Linked DNA regions of Rattus norvegicus: region 1 is linked to region 2. A link is a contact called in public Hi-C data. All regions are on one chromosome and are shown on one strand. Each heading gives the region's core, a stretch centred on a gene start, on an enhancer-like site or on the middle of the called end of the contact. The rest is flanking DNA. Distances are from core to core; before and after follow the strand shown.

Region 1 (7,685 bases), core at 1,025-3,524, 380 kb before region 2:
GTGCTCTTAACCACTGAGCCATCTCTCCAGCTCCTGGACATAGTTTTCTATGTCCATATTTTAAGCTTAAGCAAGTAATCAAATACTATATGGATAAATGATACTTGTAGTCTCAGTCAAATGCAAGGAATGTTAATATATAAGTATTTCAAAAATTGCACCTCCTGAGGGAAACCATTCTTTAATTTCCTTTAGCAGACAGAAAGCCCTAGTTGTCTACTTTTGAATTCTGTATCATCTCCACCTTAACGTTCTGATCATGTTACCGAGTGTGATTTAGACAAACACTACCTATTTTTATTACCCAACTTTCACAACTGCATGCATAGACTTATTGCTATGGTTACTTGTTAGTGCTGTACACTGAAACCTAATATGTTTTTCTGTAGCCTTCACTTCCAGTACAGCGAGTCCACAGAGAGGCTATAAGCCAGAAGAGCTAAGGACACAGGCTTATAATCATTTACACACGCGCTTAAAATATAGTAACCATGACTTTACTAACACAGCTACTTGCTTACGTTCTGCTTAGGGAGTCTGGCTTTTCTTATTCAATCTCGTTTTCAGCACAGCCGAGGGTCACCCACTGAACTACTATATAAAAAGAAGGTCCTCAAATAGTATTCTGAAAGACAATACTTAAAAGTTTACAACTACCTAGCGGCTCACATTCCCTGCAGGTTAGACTACACAGGAAACTACACAGGAAAATATACCATGACCTCCAAACGACCTTCCGTATTTGTAATCTCGGTGACCTTAGCATTTTGCTTAGCATCTTAGAAAAAGAGGTGTGTAATGATATGAAGATAAAGGTCTAGCAGAGATATTTTAGAGCGTGTGATTTGTATATAGAAAGAAGGGAGAAGGTCAATATAGGTATGTACACAGATATCCCTAATAAAAAAATAAAGGGTGCTAAAATCAGAGGTGCCCCACGATCACGTGTGACGGCAGGTCCCCCGTTCTGTCTGTATGTTTACCGCGTTTCTGTCAGTCACTACGAACACCCTTCCCTTACAGCAATAGTTCCCTTGAATTTCAGTTGGACTCGTTTCCCAGCCTTCGTTATTAAGCACGCTCTGTGACTAATTCTGGAGTGGAAACCAAGCAAAGTGACATGTGCATCTTTCTAGTCCTGTCCTTGGAAGGCATGGACGTGCTGTCTCCCTCCGCCTTCTGCCCTTTATCACTGTCTGCAAGTGGACTTGGGATGAGCCATCTCACACTAATTTGACAAAGACATAGATAGACCTTGGGTGAACCCTTAGGAGGAGCCTGGGTTCCTGATAACTGTGTAGTAGAGTCAGACCTACAAGATGCGAGTGAGGGCGGGGGCGGGGTAGGGGATGGGGATGATTAAGACAGGGTCTCACTGGCATGGCCTGGAACTCCCTATACAGACCATGCTGGGTGCTGAGATTAAAGGCCAATACCACCAAGCCAGTGCCAACTGGGTCCTGAGTATCAACTTTCTACTAGGTTCAAGCCCACTGTTATTTTGGATCTCTGGCTTAGCAAATAAATTTACATTCAGACACATGCAAATGTTGAAAAAGGCTGAGTTTCAAAGATTTTTTGTAGAAGTTTACCAGGTAGACAAAAGGAGAGACTTTTCAAGGCAAAGAGAAACAATCCTCCTGGGAGTTCAAGCCTCTGATTGCAGCACAGAGGAGTTTGGAGTTGGGGGAGGGGGAGTAGAGGGAAGCGAGAGGAGGGGGGATTGGAGGGGTGGAGGGGAAAAAAAGGAAACCACAATGGGAAGCAATAACACACACACACACACACACACACACACACACACACACACACATCTATAGATGGATGATAGATAGATGATAGATAGATAGATAGATAGATAGATAGATAGATAGATAGATAGATAGATAGATTGATAGATAGCAAGCAAAATCTTGAGTCCCATGCCCAAACTCAGAATCCCGGAGATGGGTCCAGCCATCTGCATTTCAATGGGGGCCTCAGGTGCCTGAGAGTTAAGCCGCAGAACTACACCATCTACTTCAAAATATCCCTAAGTGTTTAATGAAGGAAACCAAGCTTGAGTGCTCAGGAACCCTGGCCTGACTTCCAAGAGGGACTGAAGGGCTGTCACGAGTACAAGAAACTGGTGAAGAGTCACTTCTAGCAGATCCCACTCGGAAAGCCTGGAGCACAGCCCCACCCCCACCCCCGTTGCCATGGAGATCCGGGCACCCTGCCGCACCCGCTCACGCCTCTAGAAGACTTAGAGGAAATTTCGGTAGCCAGGGTCGAGTACGGACCCAGCTCCTGGCTTCCTGCTGCTGTACCCGCTAGGTTGGCTGCAAGAGCCCGGGGTGGTCGCGAGAAGCGTCCCCTCAGGGACCCAGAGCCTTCTTTGAGGGATCCCGAGAGCCGAGGGCCGGTCCTGAGCAGTGTCCCCCCGGAGCCCGAAGACGCGCTTGAGGAGGCAGCGTTTCCCTCAGGGACCCGAACGTAGCGGGCGCGGGCGCCGAGCGCTTTCCCCCACGCCCGAACCCCGCGGGTGGTGTGGCTGTACTTGAATTAAACGGCCTCCGCGGGCGGTCGCCTCCCGGGGCTCCCGAGGGCCTGGTTCTGCCTCCAGCGCCCCAAGTACAGAGGTTGCCGCGTCTTCAGCCCCAGAGCCCCGGGGAAACATCCCAACCTTAGAGAAGGGCGGATTCGCGGAGAAGGTGGTAGGACCTTTTTCCCTTGGATGCTGAGGGTGCGAGGCCAGGGGGACCTAGTGGGTCTGTCCTTAATGGGCTGTGGTGAAATTCACCCTGGGGGTGGGAGAGAGGGTGGGGGTGGGGTGGGAGGATCTCTAGTTGTTCCTTCCATCCCTGAGTGCAAGTTTTCCTTGCAGTTGGAAGTATGGGGTGTTCCGATGGGCTAGTAGTATATGCCGCAAGAAAGGGGCAATCAAGAGAGGTGCTGTAGAAAGAGATTTACCAAGGTAACCCTTTCTTTTCTCAGAGACCATGCTTAAGACTACAAGGATAGCAATCTCCCTGGACCACCTGAATTGAACCTGAAGCTTGAGTTATTGACATCAGGGGCAGTTGACATCAGAGGCAAACATGTTGGATCCGAACAGTGCAATGGACTTTTTTGACCAAGAAAATATGGAGGAGCTCTCCCAACTCGCTTCCCTAGAGATGTCAGGGGATTTAGTTTCCAAGAGAAAACCTTCAGCTGCGCTAGAAAAATCTAGCTATCCAGACTCCGTGTACGTTACGGCGGCAAACATTTTTCAGGGTATTCGAATCCAAAGGCCAGCAGACAAAGTCATCATAAATTACGGGGATGAACTCTTGCCGTCCTCCTGGACCCAGGCCGAGGAAGATTCTTTTCAGCGTTTGTCCTATGAGTTGGCTTTCAGTACCCTGAAGTGTGAGTAATACCGGTTTTGGAGGTTACCAGAGGCTGGGGGGTAGGGGATGGGGAGGCAGGCGAGTAGAGAGGGGGTAATGGGGCGAGAAAGCAAGGAAATTAATGGGATGCGGAACGTAGCCTAGCCCTTCAGACACACCATTTTTTAGTCGTGTGTGTATCTTTGGTGAATTACAACCGTTTAAAAATGAAGGATTCTAAGGGAAACTACAGAGTGTTACTGCACTTGTCAGATAGGTATAGTGAAGTCATGAAATGAACAGGAGTCAGCATGGTTGTCTAGGCCTGTAAGCCCAGCTGCTAAGTCTGGAGGATTTGCAGTTCCAAGTCAGGATGGGCTATAGAGCCAGACCCTTCTCAAAAAGGAAAAGGAAAACAACAACAACAACAACAACAACACACACACACACACACACACACACACACACACACACACACACAAACATCAATGAAACCTAGACACAGTTCCATTAATGGGAAGAGTAGGAATTTCCACCTTAACCACTCGAACTCTCCAGATGTAGCTCACTGTGTTCCTCTGTATGTCCACCTTGATTTTAAGTTCATGAGGCCTGACAAATTCAAGGGAGAGGGACGGCGGAGAGACAGAAGAAGAAAAGTACAGTCTTTAAACAGTGAATACTAGGACTAAGTCAACCCAATCAAGATTATTCAATTCTTAGCCAACAGCTTTAATTTGGAGTGCCATGTTTAAGTAGGTTTCTCCTTTCTAATTTGCCTCCAAAGTGCCAGACTCAAATTTCCACGGCTCCTTCATGGTAGTTAACTGCCAGCTCCCATGTGGAAGGGTCACTGTAGATAGGGCCTAACCAGATATTGCTACTACGAGGAGGGCTGTGTGTGTGTCTCTGTGTTTCTTTGTAGATTTTTTTTTATTTTATTAATATGGGTATTGAGTTTCCTTCACTTGCCCAAAACTTAGAATACATTGGATAAAGCATAGCTTTAAATTGATACGTCAGAGTAAGAATGTTATATAACTTTAGATATCTAAAGTTAATTCGAAAGGCAGACAGAGGTGACTTTTTTGCAAGAGTCCTAAAAAACGAGAGTAACATTGGTGAAATCATGTACTGTTTTCCTTCATTCTGCCCCTGTGATTTTACAATGTCTCCAGTGGTCAACGTTTTATAGCCTGCACACCCCTTCCATGTCAGAAGTCTGTCACGCTTTTGGAAATTATAGTTTCTGTGTCAAAAACTGAGATTTTACTTATAAATGAAATTAGAGCATAACTGTCTCCAAAGTTGGTGGCTTGAATAGGTATAATGTTTCCCAAAAGATTTCCTGTGAGAATTATAGTCTCCACTCCAAAATTAGTCTTCTTCGATTTTCTCATTTCCCAAATAAAGACTGAAATCCAGTGTCTACAATACGTTAGGTTTTTTTTTCCCATGGATGTTGGATGAATTAAAGCTAGGGCTTCCTTTCTGTTTGCCTTATTAAAACATACATTATGCTTATAGTTGAAGTGTATCAAAAATACTCACAAACCTGGGGGTGGGGGTAGAAATTTGATTACCAGTTCCCACCAAGCACCTACGGAGTAGTTTTTCTGTTCTTTGCTGTTTGGATTACTGTCCTTACGCAGATCCTCACATGGCAACTCCTGTCATTTCGGTCTTGGATTAAATATCTCATCTGTGCCTTCGTTAGTGAGTTTTACCAGATACTTAAGTTACAATTATGTCTAATAAAGGAAGAGAAGAAGAGGAACATTTCCCATCATAAGGCTAACAAAAACCTTGATAACTAACAAGGATGTTAAAATAAACTAACCTCTCTCATAAGCAGAACAAAAACTCAGAACAAAATATTAACAATACTTAATAATTAATACAACATGTCAGCAATACTTAAAACCGGAAAGAGAAAGGTTTAACATTTTAACTACTTTTATGTACATGGTTGTGCATACAGTGCCAATGGAGGCCAGAAGAGGGCACCAGATTCCCTTGGAAATAAAGTTACAGCCAGTTGTGAGCCACACTTTGGGTCCTGGGACTCAAACCAGGATCCTCTGGAAGGGCAACCAGCACTCTTAACTGCTCAGCCATTTCTCCAGCCCTACTGTTCAATATTACTAGTTATATCTTCTTTAATGTCTTTCAAAAGTCATAAATTAAAGACTAGAACTCCTTTATGATTACTTTAATTATTCAAATAGTGCTTTGAATCTGTGCAGAACCTGAACCCTGAAAGTGCAGGGTTCATGAAGACTCTAACGACTTACTATGATTTATTAGGAATTGAGGTGCATTTTACATGTGAAAGTAGTTTTACATTGCTTAGAAAGTGTGTTTCATATTTTGGGTAGCAGGCTTTTCCCTTGTCTTGCAGATCAAGATATTTTGGAAAGTATATTAATAGATACCGATATCTTCTCAAGTACCACAATCGTAAGTAAACAACGTTCAGAATTGGTCGGCCTCACTGTGTAGAGAAAGTATGCAGACTCCCTCAGACCTAAGTAATGCTCTGCATTATGTTGAGCCTTCTTTAAAACATGTGTTCCTTCCTACTTCTAAGACTTGCGTTTTGACCCCAGTCCTGTCGTTTTGACTCCTACATCTCAAACTGTCCTTTTTGAGAAGGTTTATCCTCTCACACTAGATACTTCTTTTGAAGACTTTCTCTATTTCTAAATCTAACCATACTGTGTAAAAAACAATCATGTTCCTATTCTGTTATGAAAAATAACTGAATAAAAAACACTGCTCTCATCCATATTCATGCTCATGCTTCGGGGGTCAAACCTAAGACTTCATTCACCTAGGCAAGCCTTCTACTCTGAGTTATATCTCAAACCCTGGGATATTGTTCATTTTTTCTTCATGTGTGTTTCCCCTTGGTAGCCAGATCAGTTGAACAGCCTTATCATTGTGATGCTGTATGATTTCCAAGATAGAAAATTTCAGCCCCGTGTCCTTCCCAATGACGCAGTGACCATACCAGAAGTTCAAGAAGTAGAGAACCTTCTTAACAGGTAAAAAGGATGCTCATGTGAGTCAGTGTTAGCACTTGGATTTATGAAACATCTATGGAGCATAACTTATACATGTGTCTCAAAAATGTATGGAAAATATATGTGTTTGGAGTTCCTTGGCAAATAGTCATGGATGGTTTAAATATCTAACTTTAAATCACATTGTTGTTAGATGTTGAATTGCATGATCCAGTTTATAAACACATGGGACATCATTGAAAATGTCTAATAGTTTTAGTATATGGATAAGCTAAACTTAATTTGAAACAGCTACTTTTGTTTCCCTATTTGACGGCCTTAAAAACCATCTAACATATAACAAGTGAGAAATTCTAACGCTGTACAAGAATTCACTGGTCACACACGCTTTGGCACGGGAGCCTCTGCTCTCACACACACGTCGTGTGCACACGGTGACATCCAAGACAAATTCCAACCTATACCTAACACTTTATTGGATATTCTTTTGTGCCTCCAAAGCAAAATATCAGAAAGTAGGTAATTTATAAAGGACAGAAGCTTATTTCTGCTGGAAAGTCTGGGGGATCACGGCTGTGGCAGAAAAGAAGAACGGAAGAGTAGAAATTCAGATACCTTTTTTTTTTTTTTTTTTTGGTAGTGCTAAGGACTGAACTTAGGACCTTAGGCATGTTAGGAAAGAACTTTTTTGCTGAACTGCACTCCAGCTTCTACAAACCCTTCAATGATTGCACCCCTGGAAATGCAGGCATGTGTGAAGGCCAGAGCTGACTGCACCCCTGGAAATGCAGGCATGTGTGAAGGCCAGAGCTGACTGCACCCCTGGAAATGCAGGCATGTGTGAAGGCCAGAGCTGACTGTACCCCTGGAAATGCAGGCATGTGTGAAGGCCAGAGCTGACTGCACCCCTGGAAATGCAGGCATGTGTGAAGGCCAGAGCTGACTGCACCCCTGGAAATGCAGGCATGTGTGAAGGCCAGAGCTGACTGTACCCCTGGAAATGCAGGCATGTGTGAAGGCCAGAGCTGACTGCACCCCTGGAAATGCAGGCATGTGTGAAGGCCAGAGCTGACTGCACCCCTGGAAATGCAGGCATGTGTGAAGGCCAGAGCTGACTGTACCCCTGGAAATGCAGGCATGTGTGAAGGCCAGAGCTGACTGCACTCCTGGAAATGCAGGCATGTGTGAAGGCCAGAGCTGACTGCACCCCTGGAAATGCAGGCATGTGTGAAGGCCAGAGCTGACTGCACCCCTGGAAATGCAGGCATGTGTGAAGGCCAGAGCTGACTGCACTCCTGGAAATGCA
Region 2 (7,602 bases), core at 3,757-6,256:
CACATCACCATTATCCGGAAAAACAATGAAAATGTCACTGAGAGACTCTCAGCCCTCAGGGCCTGCACTGTGCTCTGCATATACACAAACCATTGGCTTTTGCAATGCCTACACATTAAGATGTTTTTCCTAGGGTGGTGGATTGGACATGCTACATCCCATTCCATCGAAAGGAACTCGCCCTTCCTCTTCAGAACTCCGCAAAACCTTGGTCCAGTTGCATCCTCCAAACGCACAGTCCTCCTAGCTCAGTTCAAAAGACTGCATTTTTTTTTAGTCAACTAAAAATAACAAAGCCACACTTCCTCCCACTCCAAGCACTCCTGAAGTAGGCTTGCCAATATAGCTCAAGTTTGGAAACTTCAGGTACTGCCCCGCAGGAAAAATCCTGCAGTATCCACAGGAGGAAAAGGGTGCAATGGTTAAACTTCCTACCATTCTCAAGTCATTAACATGAAGAAAACATTTCAGGCCTATTTCTACCCCATTGTTCTGCTCTATGTTCTCTCTCCTTTGTCTCTGTGAACTCATGCATTATATACATCTTATATACCAGGAAATCATACATTGCCTCCCCCCCCCCTTTAGTTCTTTTTCTGTTTTGTTCTGTCTGTATCTTTTTGTCGTTAGTTGCTTAGCTAATAAGTGAGTTGGTCATCGTGCTGACCTCCTATGCCTTTAACTAGATCCAGGCTCCCTAGTCTTGACCGCATGGTGATGACTTATCTCCTCTCCCCAACTTTTCCCTTCTTACCACCCACCCTCTTCCCGTGTTTGCAATTCTAGGCTTGCTCCTTGTGGGGTTTCAGAATCCTGCAGGCCAGAGGCCAGAGGTCCTGACCTCACTGTCCTCACTGTCACTTAAGTGGTGCAGTAACTCTGGCCACCTTCTCCGGTCTTACTTACTGAGCTTTGTGAGCATCCTGAAGGCAACACGAGCACAGCAGAACCCAGAATGGGACAGGCCACCTGTGCCCTCAGTCCCGTCACTGGTACATCTGCTCCTGCACGGCCCTGGAAGACGCTCACATCAAATGACAGCAGCAATCAATTCCTAAGGCCGAGGGCTGCACCCCTTACTAAGGGCAGAAGGCGAAGGATAAAGTATAGGAAGGCTCAGCCAGAATTCTACAAGATGGAGCCCAGCAACGGAGACACGGAAGGCCTCCTCTGCAACCCGTAGCATCTCCTACATAAGCTGGTAGCACAAAAGCAGAAAATCTCTCTTCAGAAGATGCTAAAAAATTTCCAAAGTCTGACAGCCAAGCATAATCCACTGTACAGCCTACCTACCCAGAAGAACACAGGTACAGAGTCCATCGGTGACAATTATTTTGTAGTCAAAGGAAAACTCAATGGGAGGCAGAACTGACCAAGAAGGAAGGGTGTAAGACAAAACCAGGGTAGGACAGGCTCTGAGATGTACAAATCCGGCCTTACCCATGTGCTGAATGAACTCCTCCCTCCCTGAATCATAGGCTGTATTACAGGCCTCTGCACCAGGCCAAGGACTCAGTAAACCAACCAGAGGCAAATCCTCCTGCAAATCTCATTCAACAAATGGGGTAACCAAGATTCCAAGATGTGAACTGACTTCTCCAGGACACAGAGTGAGCTGGGTTCCCAGAGGAGCAGGACACAGAAGCAAAGCCTTTAGAGTCACTGCTTTCTATCAAATCCTACCAGACCCTTAATCATGAAGCCTGCCACTCTGCCTCGGACAAGCCATTACACTACAGAACACCACCAACACGCGTCATCATGCACAATGTGCACCAATGACACTTTAAAATGGGCAGTTCTGACTTATCATCCCTAGATTTGCTAATGCTACAGCGCTGCTGAAAATAAATAAACGGGGTTTAAAGCAGGCTTTCAAACATGGATGGAGGCTAACCGGTTGGTCACGGCACACTGTTTTACTCAGACCTAATCCTAAACAACAAATCAAAGATGTCTCAGAAGAGAATGCCTAGGGAATAACAGTAACACACTGAAATATTCTCCTCCTATGAGAAAAAAACTTCACAGGGAGATTGCTAGTGGGTCCAAGGTCTCCATGTCTTAGAGGGGTTTTCTTGGATGGGTGGCATTTATGTCAAGATACCATCGGCAAAGGATACAGGAGGAGCTAAAGCGATGGCTCGGTTGGCAAAGTACTTGCCCTGCAAAGGTGAGGGCCTGATTTAACTCTCCTAGCCCTTCATTAAAGCCAGGCATGATAATACAGTATTCCCTCCGCAAGATAAAGACGGATTATCCTCTGAGGCTCTCAAGGCCGGTTAGCCTGGTATGCACAGGAGTCAACAATAAAGACGAAACTTGGTCTCAAAAAAGGTGAAGGTTAGCAGGATCCTTTGACCATCACACGTGCATATGACAAGTGCATGCACATATGCATGCAGGCCCACATACATCACATACAGGAAAAGACACTATATGGAAAGAGCATGTCAGTTTTGTCAGGAAAAAGCCATTGATCAAATCCTAGTTTTCTTAACTCAGGCAAGGAAAGTATCACCCACATAATCAGTAATAACTTAATACAACATTTTTCTAAAGCTCATCCTAAGAGCCTTGTGAACATAGTGAGTAGCTGTTGGTCTCATCAAACACTGTAGATATGTCTCTGGAATACTTGACGTATTATATCACAAAGGCATTGTCTATTTTAAAGTTGTGGATAGGAAGATATTTAAGGTTCCATTTTCCTTAGATAAATTTAGATACCCACTAATCAGGGAAAGCAACAGAACGCAATTCTAATCATCACGGGAAGGGTTTCAAGTGTTGATTCCTGTTCTAACAGCAAAAGAATCCAATATTTGTTTGCTGTTTCTCCTCTGGCAGGAAAAGCCCTCAGAAAAATAGAAACATGACATACGAAATAACTGTTCTAAAATATTGTTTGCACACGTGTTCTTGTAACACTTGTCTTTTCCTAGATAATGTTGTAGTCTGTGTTCATATTACTAAAGCTAATGTAACGCATTACTCTGTTACACTGCAGCTCCTCAAGCTTTTCAACCACTTCTTTAGGAAGTTTCAGATGGCAGGATTCTGCCCCCACTCCTTAAAGTTGAATAGTTTAAAGTATCCATTTGGGGAAGAAGTAACAGTATAAGAGAACAGCTGTCCCACTTACACCAGAATAGGGTCCCAACCTGAGTCGTTTCTCAAAGGCTCTGAGTAAGTGTGGTACATGGTGTTCTCCTGAGAACTTTCTGAAGGCATCTACCAATCGAACGCATCAAGTTCAAAAGGACAGTGGCAGACATCTTGCACCTGTGACATCCCCCACACCCACACTCCACAGATGAGACCACTCCCCACTCCACTACCCTTGTTCCCACCACATTTCTGCCTGCCTGGGGGGATAGGGGTCCCCATCCTCAGGACAAATACTATCTTACCAAACAGATTCCATTCCTAAGATTCTCCAAATTCTAAGAAACCCAAATTTTTCTTTCAAACGGAAACAAGACAAAGCCTGTTCCTAAGTTCATAAAGAAATGCCCCCCTCAAGAGCCCTGTTTTCATAAGGTCAGCCACAAGGATTCAGGTACTACTACCATGGCCCTTTCTGTAATATCATGATGAGAAAGAAAATAAGATTTAAGGTACCAAATCCTAAAACAACAGATAAGCGGTCATAATTTATTCTTAAATTGGTAAAATGATAAAACAAATAACAAAAAGGGCCAGCCTCACCAAGTTTCTTATTTCTTGATATCAAATGATATTGCTGTTATCATTTTATGATGCCCCTTTATGACTTTCATTTAAGACACCGGGCACAAGGCAAAGCCAGTGACAGGACTTTTTAAAACTGCCCCCTCTAAGAGCTCATTGGGTTTTAGACACTGACCTAATTCTCTCTATGTGAACCCTCTCCAGCCATCCACTCCATCCGCAAGCGATCGGGACAGTCGTGGCTGTGCAGAATCTTGCTACAGAACGGTTCCAATTTTCCATCTGATTTATCCAGCTTTTTTCTTTAAGTCCCACACTCCCTTGGCCTTTTGAGCTTGACCTCCTGTTTTCAGACCTCTTCATCAATGGAGAGACCACCTATCATTGTTTCTACGGGACTCCGCATCCCTCCCTCCGCCCAGCTAGTTTTCGTCGCACAAATGTCATTTCTGGCGTCTGAGCCACCATTCCTCCCAGCGGGCAGCAGTGGGGCGTTCGGGATCCCGATGACCGGCTTCCCTGATCGGGCCCTCAGTACACAGCCATTTTCTAGTTAAAACGCTCTCAACGTTGCAGAGGGTACAACTTTGCCCCCTCCTCCTCTCTGGGTAGCTGGGCTCTCTGCACCCCAGGAGACGCTGGATAGGTTTCAGAGTCTCCAGCAAGAGCGCGCCGCCGGGCGGGCAGGCCGGCCCCAGGGCAAGGGGGCGTGCGCTACCGGTCGCCCGCGCCCACCCGCACTTTGCCCTCCGCAGTCTCCGCCCGGGCATAGCCCCGTGTCCTCGCCCGGCCCTGCCGAGCCCAAGCTCCGGGTGGGAGTGAGGGAGTAATGGGAGTGACCGGGCGAGCCCGCAGCCAGAGCACCGGCCCTGCGGCGTGGGGCGAGCGGGACTCCGCAGCAGGCGCCCGCTGCAGATGCGGCGGCAGCTGCTGCAGCTGCGGCTGCGGCTGAGCGACCGGCGGTGACCGCCAGAAACCGAGCAGCAGCCGCGAGGGCACAAGCAGCCAGGCTCGCCGGCTGCCCTGCTCCGGCGGCGCACTCCGGGTCATTCCTCAGATTCCCGGGCTGAAGGCATGGAAGGAAGCGGGGCTCACCAGCGCTGCGCGGCGATCGATCGGCTCTGAACCCGGGTCCTAGGTTTCGCAGCCCGCTGAGCGCCCGGATCAGCTGCGGGCTGCAGCACGCGAGCTTCCTACTTAGAGCAGCACTGGCTCCGGCGACTGAGCATGCCCAGTGCGGCTCCGCGAGGCCCGCGCAGGGAGCAGCGGCGGCGAGATTCCACTTCTCCAGGCTTTGGCGGCGGCTGCGCGAGGAAAGGCTTGGAGGGGCCTGGCGAAGCCGGGCGAACCCAGCAAGGCGGGGCCGGGGGCGGAGGCCGCGGCGGAAGGGGGCGGGCCGCGCTCCCAGGGCGACCCCTGCAGGTGGAGGCGGCCCGGCTTTGGCACAACAGAGAGGCAGGGGGCGCCAGGGTGACACCCAGAGGCTGGGGGTGCGGGACAGCCCGGGTATCCCCTCCAGGTGGCCTAGCGTCTGTCTGCACCAAAAGGCAGTTTGGGGAACTCTTCAGTCACACGTCTGCGTTCCTTTAGAATGGAAAATTATCACAAGATGAAGCTGCCTACAGCCTTCCTGGCTAACTGGACGTTAAAAGGTGAAACTTCTGCCTTCTGCCTCCTCATCCCCAACGCCCAGACATATGCCACACACGAACATTCCTGCACTGGAAAATCACAGCGAGATAACGCCAAGCAAGAAATACATCTGCGAAAAGGAAAAACATAATCTACTTGCTACCTGTTTGTTAGCCAGGAAGTAGTGGATTTATTGAAGGCACCTGGAGGGCCTTAACTGTTTCTTCACCAAGCCAGAGGGAGTTAAACTGATGCCTAGGTCACACTCAACTGAGAAAGGTTGCTGAAGTAGCATGCTAGGTCCCTTTCCCCGGGCCAAATGAGTGGTTGTGCTGTATTGCACAAGCTCCTGTAAGTAACAAATTCCCAGGTGCTGATGTGGCTGCCATCTGAGGACTAGTCATGAGGACTCTAATGTCTAATACAGAGACAATGCTACCTACTACCTCCTTTAAAAAGGTAATTCTGAAAATAACTGTAACTACTAAGTAATGACCCTTTTCCAACGCACTCCTCCCTCAGATAATAAACTCAGATTCATCCTCCCTAGTGGAGATGGGCATGAGTTTATTGAGGCTCCACAAGTTCCCCTTACTAGACCTGGGAGTACAAGCAAATTTAAAATCCCAGTCCCTGCCTTCATGGTGTTTACGGTCCAGCAATGACTGACATGCACTGAATAGTTTCTATAAAATGCCATCTTCACCATCTCCATACACAAGGTGTTGACATGTAAAAGAGATGGGTTGTTGGGAATGGGCAGAACGCCATGTGTTGGAGGAATCTTTTATCCTATAGCCTTTTCTATGATCAATATTTCCCTCAGACTCTGCAGAAGGCCAACAGTACTACTACAGAAAATTTTCCATAAATCTATGCAAGTTCATTCTTGGAACTGAGCCTCTGCATCCCAAGACTTAACGAGCTGTGAACCGTCGACAGTCAAAAACCAGGGAAAAAATATTGAGGGGAAAAAACTGTAGAGGGCCTTGAGACACCGGCTACTGTGTCCTTCACGCCCACACAGAGGAGGAAATGAATCCAAGCCCACCCTGCATGTCTTTCATTGCAGTGATCTCAGCAGGCTACTACACCAAGTCCCCTTCCACCTTGATCTCCTTGCCCGCCAACGTCCAGAGCCTACCCTATCACCCGATTCTCCCGGGCTCCCGGGTCGAACCGCGCCTGCCCCCTCCAGGCGGTCTCCTTAGATACGCAGGAAAACCCGTGCTGGAGTCCGCTGTGGCGGCGGGGCGGGGCGCGCAGGCGCGGTGGGCTCCAGGTTGGGCGGAGGCGGCGCCCTGCTCCACACCTGATGCAATCACCCTTCCGGAAAGCCCCAGGGTCTCCAGGATCACCGCCGAAACGCTTCCGCGCCTGCTCCCGCTTCGGCCTCCCAGCCGGGTCGCCTGCTTCGTAGGCTCTTGCCCCTAGCGGCCTGCAGGAGGAGTCGGGAAGTCACCTCCCAGCCTTCTGAATACTTGGATGTCCCTATAGTGAGGGGCCGGCTACGGAGCATCCTGCAGCTGCTGGAGGAAATTCCCGTAGTTATTTCCAGGGAGGACTGGCAGAACTGGAACGCTGGCTTTGAACTCTCCTTTGCTTCCTTCCTGCACCCTACCCACAATTTCTTCTCTCTTCCTGAAAGGGACGTTTAAGGTGGAATGGATTGCCAGGTGCCCTGGCCAGCTAAGTAGGCAACCTCACCTTAGCTGGGCTGGAGAAAGCCTGCCAGTGCACACTCATGTTATAAATAAGTAATTGGCTTCCCTGTACCTCATCGTTTAAGATCACAAAGAAAATCATTTCTCATTTTACCACCTCATGCAATTTTGATGGCTATTGTGAGTGGGTTTTCCCCTTAGTGCTGACGCACACATGAACTGTTTTCTTCAGAAATGAACTATTCCAAGAGTATCCTGAGCACTAGTTTTTGTTAAGTATGAAGTCAACACTGGGTACAACACATTAAAAATTACCTCCTGTCAATTCCCATGAGGTCAAAAGTCCTACTAGGTGGAAGTGTGAGTGTTTCGAGGAATTTTAGTGGAAAGAACACTTACAAGAACGTTGTAAAACCAACGCTACACCAAGTCTTTAGATTCCATGAGTATTTACTTCTTCATACCCCAGAGGTGTCAATGGCTTCCTTAAAGAAGACAATCGGTCTACTGTCATATCACCGGCCAGCATTCCCACAGCACCACGGAGGCTGAGGCAGGAAGACCGTGAATTCAAGACTAGCCTGGACTTCACTGTCAAAAAGAACAAAAGCAA

Evidence for each region. A called contact is a pair of places that touch in the nucleus more often than the background predicts.
Region 1: a contact with region 2 is called in a Hi-C map of frontal cortex, with 1.9 times the contacts expected there. The contact joins the promoter of Nsun7 here to the promoter of Apbb2 in region 2. A contact is called at or near these places in 3 of 12 Hi-C or Micro-C datasets (Schwann cells, frontal cortex and kidney).

The regions. Positions count from the first base shown.
Region 1 is chr14:42,283,547-42,291,231 of GRCr8, reverse strand. It overlaps Nsun7 (NOP2/Sun RNA methyltransferase family member 7), which reads left to right and starts at 2,274. Exons shown (of 12, transcript NM_001400916.1): 1 at 2,274-2,693; 2 at 2,977-3,393; 3 at 5,755-5,813; 4 at 6,270-6,400. The coding sequence starts at 3,081.
Region 2 is chr14:41,909,191-41,916,792 of GRCr8, reverse strand. Apbb2 (amyloid beta precursor protein binding family B member 2) reads right to left here and starts at 5,006. Exons shown (of 17, transcript NM_001427465.1): 1 at 4,789-5,006.